2 separate regions of the Mus musculus genome follow, and region 2 is linked to region 1. Evidence: chromatin contacts called from public HiChIP or PLAC-seq data. All regions are on one chromosome and are shown on one strand. The core of a region is the stretch at or near the end of the contact, and the rest is flanking DNA. Distances in the headings are between cores, read along the strand shown.

Region 1 (3,812 bases), core at 885-3,384:
CCTCAGACCCCAGGCTGAGAGTTGTAGTGTACATGGCTGTCTGTTAAGGATGCTGATGAAGGCCTACAAGGGGACTGTAACACCAGGGGCTCAACCTCAAGGCATAGGCAGACTGACAATAGAGATGCCACTTGCTGCCTGTCCCTCACTGCTGCTCAGTGCATGGGCTCAGGAAATGGAAGCATGTTCAGCTAGCTGATGGTGATGGGGGCCAGGGGTGGGGGTGGGGGTGGATCAAGCCCAGAGCCTTGCACATACCAGACAAGGGTCCACTACTCACTTAGTACTTATTCTCAGAATCTATACTTTTTTGTTGTTTTTGTTCTTGTTTTTGTTTTTCGAGACAGGGTTTCTCTGTGTAGCCCTGGCTGTCCTGAAACTCACTCTGTAGACCAGGCTGGCCTTGAACTCAGAAATCCGCCTGCCTGTGCCTCCCGAGTGCTGGGATAAAGGCAGGCATCATCACTGCCCGGCTACTTTTGTTGTTTGTAAAGTCAAGGATTCTCTGTGTTGCCCTGGCTGTCCTGGAATTCAGGCGCTGACCAGACTGGCCTCAAACGTAAGAGATCTGCCCTCCTTTTCTTCCTGAGTGCTAGGAAATAAGATGTGAGCTACCACTACCTGGCAGAATCTGTAAGTTTTTAATATAAATTTATTGATCCTTTTAGAACTTTATGCAATGTATTTTGATTATTTTCTCTCTCTCTATTCCCCCGTGATCCATCTCCAACTCCCTTCACTGTGTTCTCTTAATTTAAACAAACAAACAAGCAAACAAACAAACAAACAACTTAGTCCAGTTTGTGCTACACAAACACTTAACAGGTGGGAAGCCATTCCCCGGAGAGTGGTTGACCTATCAGGGTCCATACCCTTAGGAAAACAGTATCTCCTGTTCCCAGATGCCATCATTGGGTCTTCAGTTAATGTGTGTGTACACATGAACCCTTTGTCCTGCCATGTGAGAATGTTGGTGGGTTGGTTTTGTTCAAGTCTTGTAGAGGCAAGCACAGGTGCTCTGCGTTCATGAACCCAGTGGTCTTATTATGCCCCGAAGACAGTTGTTTTGCTTCTGTTCTTCCTGACCTCAGGCTCTTATAGCTCCATTGTCAATAAATATAATGATAATTAATGACAGTTGGAATTCATATCGATTCTACTTCAACTTGGGACTAAGTCTGAGGGCAGACTTTTTTTTTTAACATTTTTTAAAAAGATGTATTTATTTAATGTATATGAGTACACTGTAGCTGTCTTCAGACACACCAGAAGAGGGCGTCAGATCTCATTACAGATGGTTGTGAGCCACCATGTGGTTACTGGGAATTGAACTCAGGACCTCTGGAAGAGCACGCAGCCAGTGCTCTTAACTGCTGAGCCATCTCTCCAGCCCCAGACTCCACCCCATCCCCCAGCATTTTGCTCTGGTTAAAAGTAAGTCCAACCCCACTGTGCTCTAAGCCAGGAACGTCTTTTGTCCCACACAGGCCTTTCTGTCCTCTAGAAACTCCTCTCAGTATCTCAGATTCACCAAGCTGCTTTTGACATAAAACGTCCAAACTAGGGTAATCCAGCATTGAGGGTGGTTTGGGTGGAATATCCTGGCGCTTTTGCCAAGAACTAACTTCAAAGAGAGAAGCTTCAAGATCTCTATGCTCACGTTTGGCAAGCAGTGTTTCTCTGGTACCAGCAGCTCCGCCACTGCTAGGCCAGCATTGTGGTTAGTTCTCAGGAAGAGAATCGGTTGAGGGGACGCTCCGGGGAAACGCTGATGTCCGAAGGTCATCTGTATTTGTGTCTCCAAAAGGGTCCAGCCCTCGGGCTAGAGTGTATCTCCGGAGGTACACAGTCATCCTAACCCAAGCTCCCTGGGGCGGTCGGGTAGCACAGGCAGTGCCAACTCCTTGTTTCGCCACTGGGCACATCACTCAGCTTGCGCGGCTGTCAGTCAACATCCCCGCTCCGCCCCGCCCCGCCCATAGTCGGACCAATCGTAGCCGGGGGTCGGGGGTGAGGCTCCGTAGCGCGGTCAGGAAGCCGGGAGAGAACAGCCTGGCGCGGAGGCCCCCGATCGGAGCGTCCACATCCCGTGGGAGGGCGAGCGGCGAGCGAGACCGGAGACCCGGTGAGTGCGAGCTGCGACTATGCGCGCGGCGGGGCGGAGCCTGTCCCGAGAGCGCCCGGTGCGGCGTGCCTCGTGCGCCCCGCAGCTGCAGAGCCCTGTGTTCCGCGCGCGGACCTCGGGTCCCTAACGTCCCCGGCCGGGTGTAGGGAGCTGCGGCCCCGGGAGTCCCAACTGCGTTCCAGAGCCCGGGAGCCGAGGCCCCGGTCGAAGACGCAGGCAGAGCTTCAGCCCTGGGCTGCGACTGCCAAGGTCCGGATGATCCGAGCCGCTGCAGAGAGGATGCAGGGCGAGCCTGAACATCTCCATCCTCAGTTTCTCCACTTGCTGCAGCGCCGCAGCGCCTGGTAGCAGGCACCTCAGGTGACCTGTACCCGAGAGCGCAGTCAGGCCCCTCTCCTCCCCCCAACCCCCACCCCTTACTTCTCTTCTTTTTTCCACTCCCAGTGCAGAGAGCTTGGCGACACTGCACTTGGTCCCTATCGCCAGTCTCATCGCTGCTGTGGCGCCAGCTGCTTCTTATCTTGTTGTCTCCTCATACTTTGGACTACCCAGGCCTTACTGAGCTGCAGTTTTGGAGGCATCAGAGAAGTCATGCAGGGAGGAACATGTGTGTGACAGTCCTCTGTGGGATGTTGAGATCTTGGCTTGTGTTCTGTCTCTGCTTGACTCAAGTTCAGAAGGGCAGTGGTGCTCAGAGAGGTTGTGAGGCAGGATTTTGCAAAAATGTATATGAAAGTGTAATTTCCCCCTTGCTTTTCATCAACAATAGATTATTGCCGTGTTCCCAATGGATGAAGAATCACACTGCCTGGTGATTGTGTTCTCTTCCTGTAGGCATTATGTGTCATTTGGAATATTAGGGTGTCTTTGAAGCTGGCAGGTTGCCAGGACCCTCATGACTGTCTGATTCCTCTCAGGGGGAGGGCACACCATACTTTAACCCAGCAGTGTGGGGGGCTCTGTCCCCTTTTGACTGGGCTTACTATCTTCTTTCCATGTCTGTTGTTTTCATAATTTCTTCTGGGTTGACCAAGTGTGTAATCGGCTACTGAGAAAGGAGCTGAAGGAAGGTCACTGAAGAGGGAATGGTTGTTCCTAGTGCTCCAGAATCCAGTTGTCCTGAGAGACCATGGCAAGGCACAGTTCAAAATTCATTTTAGTACCACTAGCCCTTGCCAACTGAAGTAAGCAATGCCCCCTGGCCACTCTATTTAGTGGTTCTTCTACTTGGCAGTCTACTGTAGCTATCTAAGGGATATCAAGGGTTTCAAAGTAAGCGATGCCAAAGGATCCAAGCCTAAGGTGTAGACATAGGAAAAGCAGAACCAGCAAAGGTGTTGGCCTCCTAAGGTGTAAAGAAAATTCATTTGCAGAGAGCAAAGGCCAAGGCCAAACGCTGGAATGTGGTTCTACCTTGTGGCTCCTGGGGGATCAGACTGCTGGGCTGGTCAGGGCACTTTTATCTGCTGAGTCACCTCACTGGCCCCTTTTTACAGAATTATCACTTCTAATAACCGAAGAGCCTACCTTTACAAGGTAGCAACTACCCTCAGGTTACACTTAACAATGTCTCTTACCTGTTTCTAAATGTATACCCTCGTCTCTCACTAAGGTCTATAATAGTGTGTGTTTGATTTCCAGCCAAAGGCTACTGGAGCAGTAGGTACTTTAAAGAAGCCTTTATCAG
Region 2 (3,812 bases), core at 543-3,042, 250 kb before region 1:
TTACTACTTATACAGGAGTCAAGCCAAAACAGGAATAAACTTTTTATATAGAGCTGGGCACTATAAAACCTAGGTTCTACTAATATATTATACACAATTTAAAGTGGAAAATATTTCTAGCAAATGAAATTCAAAAAGTGACAAAACTCCTGAGGATAAAAGATATTAAGCATTTCCAATATATTCTTACAGTAAAAGAGAAAACCCACAAGGCAGACATTTCTCTACAAAAGGAATACTATACTTGTAGTCTACTTTAAAATGGCTTTGTGGAAAAGCTTTAAAAACTGGTATCAGAAAAAATATATCTATTTCTTTAACTATCTTTTTATTATTATTTTGTATTTGTTTTATTTAGGATATATAGTAATGTATTTTATAATGAAAGTTTTAATCACAATTAGAACCCAAGAGACTTTTATACCTCATTTAAAATAATATCCATAGCCAACCATTTTCTGGAAAATTTTATGATTTTTCTTTACAGCTACATGGGTTTATTTCTGGGTCTTTGATTATGTTTCATTGGTCTACGCATCTGTTTTGTGGGAGCATCATGTTGCACCACAGTGTTTATCATATGACTGTTGTATAATCTGAAGTCAGAAATTATGATACCTCCTGGCAGTGTTCTGCCTACTGAGATTGGTTTAGCCATCTTTTGTGTTTCCATATTAACACTTTCGAGTTACTTTCTGATACTGTGAAGGTTACTGAATTTCAGTGGTGATTATACTGAATCTGTGTACTGCTTCTGGCAATTTGGTCATCTTATAGTATGGTGTTAATTGCACTGATCCAGAATCTGGTGGTTCCAGCGCGTATGACTCCATAGACTCATCTGTTTGAATGCTTGGTCCGTAGGGAATGGCACTATTTGGAGGTGTGGTCTTATTGGAGGAGGTGTGGCCTTGTTAGAGTAAGTTTGTCACTTTGGAAACAGGGCACTGAAGTCTTAAATACCCAGTGTGAAATCAAATCCGGTTTCCTCCTGGCTTCCTGAGGATCAAGATGCAGAACTCCTTTAGCACCATGCCTGCCTGGGCACTGCCATGTTTCCCACCATGATGATACTGGATGAACCTCTGAAACAATAACCCAGCCCTAATTAAATGCCCTTTATAAGAGTTGCCTTGGTCATGGAGTCTCCTTAGAGCAATGAAATACTAAAACACAAAAGAAAATTTAAAGAATCCTAAAATAAAGTTAAAAAATGGTAGAAACTCTAGCCTACTAGAGTTTCTAAGATAGAGTGGACGAAGTTGAAACAAAATATAAACAAGAGAAAGAGCTCCAGAAAACAGAAATATCTGGAACTAGAGAGAATCCCATACCACACCAAATTACTCACAAAATCTTAAATATGTAAAATGATACTCAGCCAGTTTCAAATATTTTTGACTAAAGTCAATACATTTTATTCAGTCTTCAAGCCTCAACAATCAACTTTAAAGCTGAGCATGTAAATAATACTATACTGGCTTTTGGAGGGGGACAGAGAGAAGACAAAACGCAGCCACTAGTGTCTCCCAGTTTAGATGGCCAGGATTCACCACCAGACGATTTAGATTTGATCTGGTTTATAAGATTAGGATTCTAGCTGTAGCGCCCAGCGACTGAGTCGCCCTTGTTTCTGAACTAAGTTTGTGTGGTGTTTTCCTTCATGCGGCTGCTCGCCTGGGTTCTAGAGAGAAAGGTATGGCCGCAAAGCATGGATTTGCCTGATGTGCACCCCAAAAGAATGTACGAGTTCTGAAGCATCGGGATGGCATGGTAATGACCCGCCAGTGGGTACTTAGAGAACTGGGTGGAGAGATTTCAGAGCTCTGAGGCAGAGTCTCCATTGCCCATCGGTGCCTTACCGGCAATAGTATGGATTCGTTTTTTTATTATTTCGCGCACGAGGTGGCGAACCAACATGTTGGGCAAGAATCCACTAGAAATGTAAGATTATTAGCCTGAGAGTTAGAGTTTTATTTTCTAAGTGAGAGCAAGGTAGTGCTGGGATGAGTCACATGGACTCAAGCGCGGGAACCTTGAAACAAAGAAAAAGGGCTCTGAGGTCCCCAGCTGCGGGAAGGGGCAAGATGGCGGCTCTGAGTCGGCGAGCCAGAGAATGGAAACGCCTATATCTTGGGGCAGATATTGATTTAACTGTGAATTTATAATATTGGTATTATTGGCTTTTAGGATAGATTTATATACAGATTTTGTCCAAATCATGTGGGGAATTTCACCCGCGGTTTGGAACTAGGACAGGGCAAATTAGTCACTGACTCCAAGTAGCGAGCACAGTGTTAATTACATGCGCTCTCTACTAAATGTCTTTGGCTCCAGACAGAGAGCTCAACAGATGGATTGGTATAACAGGATGACTGCTCTAGGCAGGCAGCTTAAAAACTATCTGCTTCCTAAAGGCAGATATTAGTAAAAGTTTGAATTAATTGCTTTAAAGATGGTATAAAGATATATTGCTCTAATAAGTCTTACTGGACATTCAAATCCTGTCTAATGTGGGCTCCAAGGGAATTTTGGGTTTAAATCCTGGTTTGACAAGCTACCTAGCCGGGTGTGGTGGCGCACGCCTTTAATCCCAGCACTCGGGAGGCAGAGGCAGGCGGATTTCTGAGTTTGAGGCCAGCATGGTCTACAAAGTGAGCTCCAGGACAGTCAGGGCTATACAGAGAAACCCTGTCTCGAAAAATCAAAACAAAAACAAAAAACAACAACAACAACAAAAAGACAAGCTACCTGCTTATAAGCAGGTATAGATAGAACTGTGAATAAATTGTTTTAAAGATGGTATAACAGATTTGCAAGATAACTCATATTCTCTGATATGGGCTCCATGGGAATTTTGGGTTATTATCCTGCACAGCAAAATAGAAAAAGCTTAAGAATAGGCACATACAGTATTTTAGTTTACTTCATTTGTTTTGGATTGTTTTAATTTTCAAAATGAGTATGATTTTGAGTTTTGTGCTTATAGTACTTCTCTGGGAGAGAGAGCAAAATAAAGGTTTTTCTTGTTACTGGCTCAAGGATATACTGATTTGGGAAAAAGATTTTGTCTTTATGTTTTTAGAAAAGGCAATTAGTGTCTATACAAATTCCAGAGTTATATGGATCAGATATGATAAAGGGAGACTCCCTGAAGAACTAGTTTCCAGAGAACCAAACAAAAAAAGTTACCTTGATGGTACTAAAATTTTGTTCTGAGATTTGTGTATTACAGAATCTCCAACCTTGGTGAGTCTCATCGTCAGATGTGCTGAACTGACCTGCTTGACCTCCTGATCTCTTGGGCTTCCAGCCAGATCCAGTCAGGACACAGACAGACATCAGAGACTAACACAATCGTTGGTGTGGCCTTCTTAAGGCCAACCAACTCCCCTATTTTCCCTACTCTTCCACCCCATTTCAAGATATCTCAACGCTCATGTTCAGCTTAAAGAAGTTACAAAGACTCACTGTCCCAGTTCCCTGGGCTTTGGGGCTGGAGGTGGTTACTCTAAGGTTGCCTTTCTAGGGAATTTAGAAATGGACATAATTGGAACAGGGAGGAATTTGCTAGAATTATGTAGCCATAACCTCATATGGTAGAAATCCTTATAATTGTTACTAAGTTAAAGTCGTAATTTCTTATTTTGGTATAGAATGTATTTTGATGCAGAATCAAGGTTTTCATTGATAAATTTCTTCTATTGATTCAATAATTTTTAAAAGTACGAGGCTTAGACCCAGTCATTCTTTAACTGTTATTATAAACTGATCTGAGATGTTTAAGCCTATGAGTTAAGGACCAGATAGAA

The links. HiChIP or PLAC-seq counts read pairs in DNA pulled down with a chosen protein or histone mark.
Region 2: an H3K4me3 HiChIP or PLAC-seq map of embryonic stem cells shows a contact between it and region 1, with 5 times the contacts expected there. The contact joins the enhancer-like site here to the promoter of Nxpe3 in region 1. A contact is called at or near these places in 5 of 39 promoter capture datasets (3T3-L1-derived adipocytes, embryonic stem cells, fetal liver and 1 more), 2 of 15 datasets of contacts at CTCF or cohesin (large pre-B cells and pro-B cells), 14 of 484 Hi-C or Micro-C datasets (B cells, CD4 T cells, CD8 T cells and 4 more), 10 of 115 datasets of contacts at active chromatin or transcription factors (the 230-238 cell line, effector CD8 T cells, embryonic stem cells and 3 more) and 2 of 9 other capture datasets (liver and pancreatic islet).

The regions. Positions count from the first base shown.
Region 1 is chr16:55,893,601-55,897,412 of GRCm38.p6, reverse strand. It overlaps Nxpe3 (neurexophilin and PC-esterase domain family, member 3), which reads left to right and starts at 2,134. Exons shown (of 6, transcript NM_001134457.1): 1 at 2,134-2,485.
Region 2 is chr16:56,143,606-56,147,417 of GRCm38.p6, reverse strand. All of the region lies in intron 7 of Senp7 (SUMO1/sentrin specific peptidase 7), which reads right to left. Among named protein-coding and RNA genes, the nearest start is that of Impg2, 59 kb to the left of the region's middle. Within about 2 kb of position 1,792, at least 11 of the 459 cell types and tissues checked have an H3K27ac peak or open chromatin away from gene starts, as enhancers often do. A contact at or near this core is called in embryonic stem cells, where this site is marked.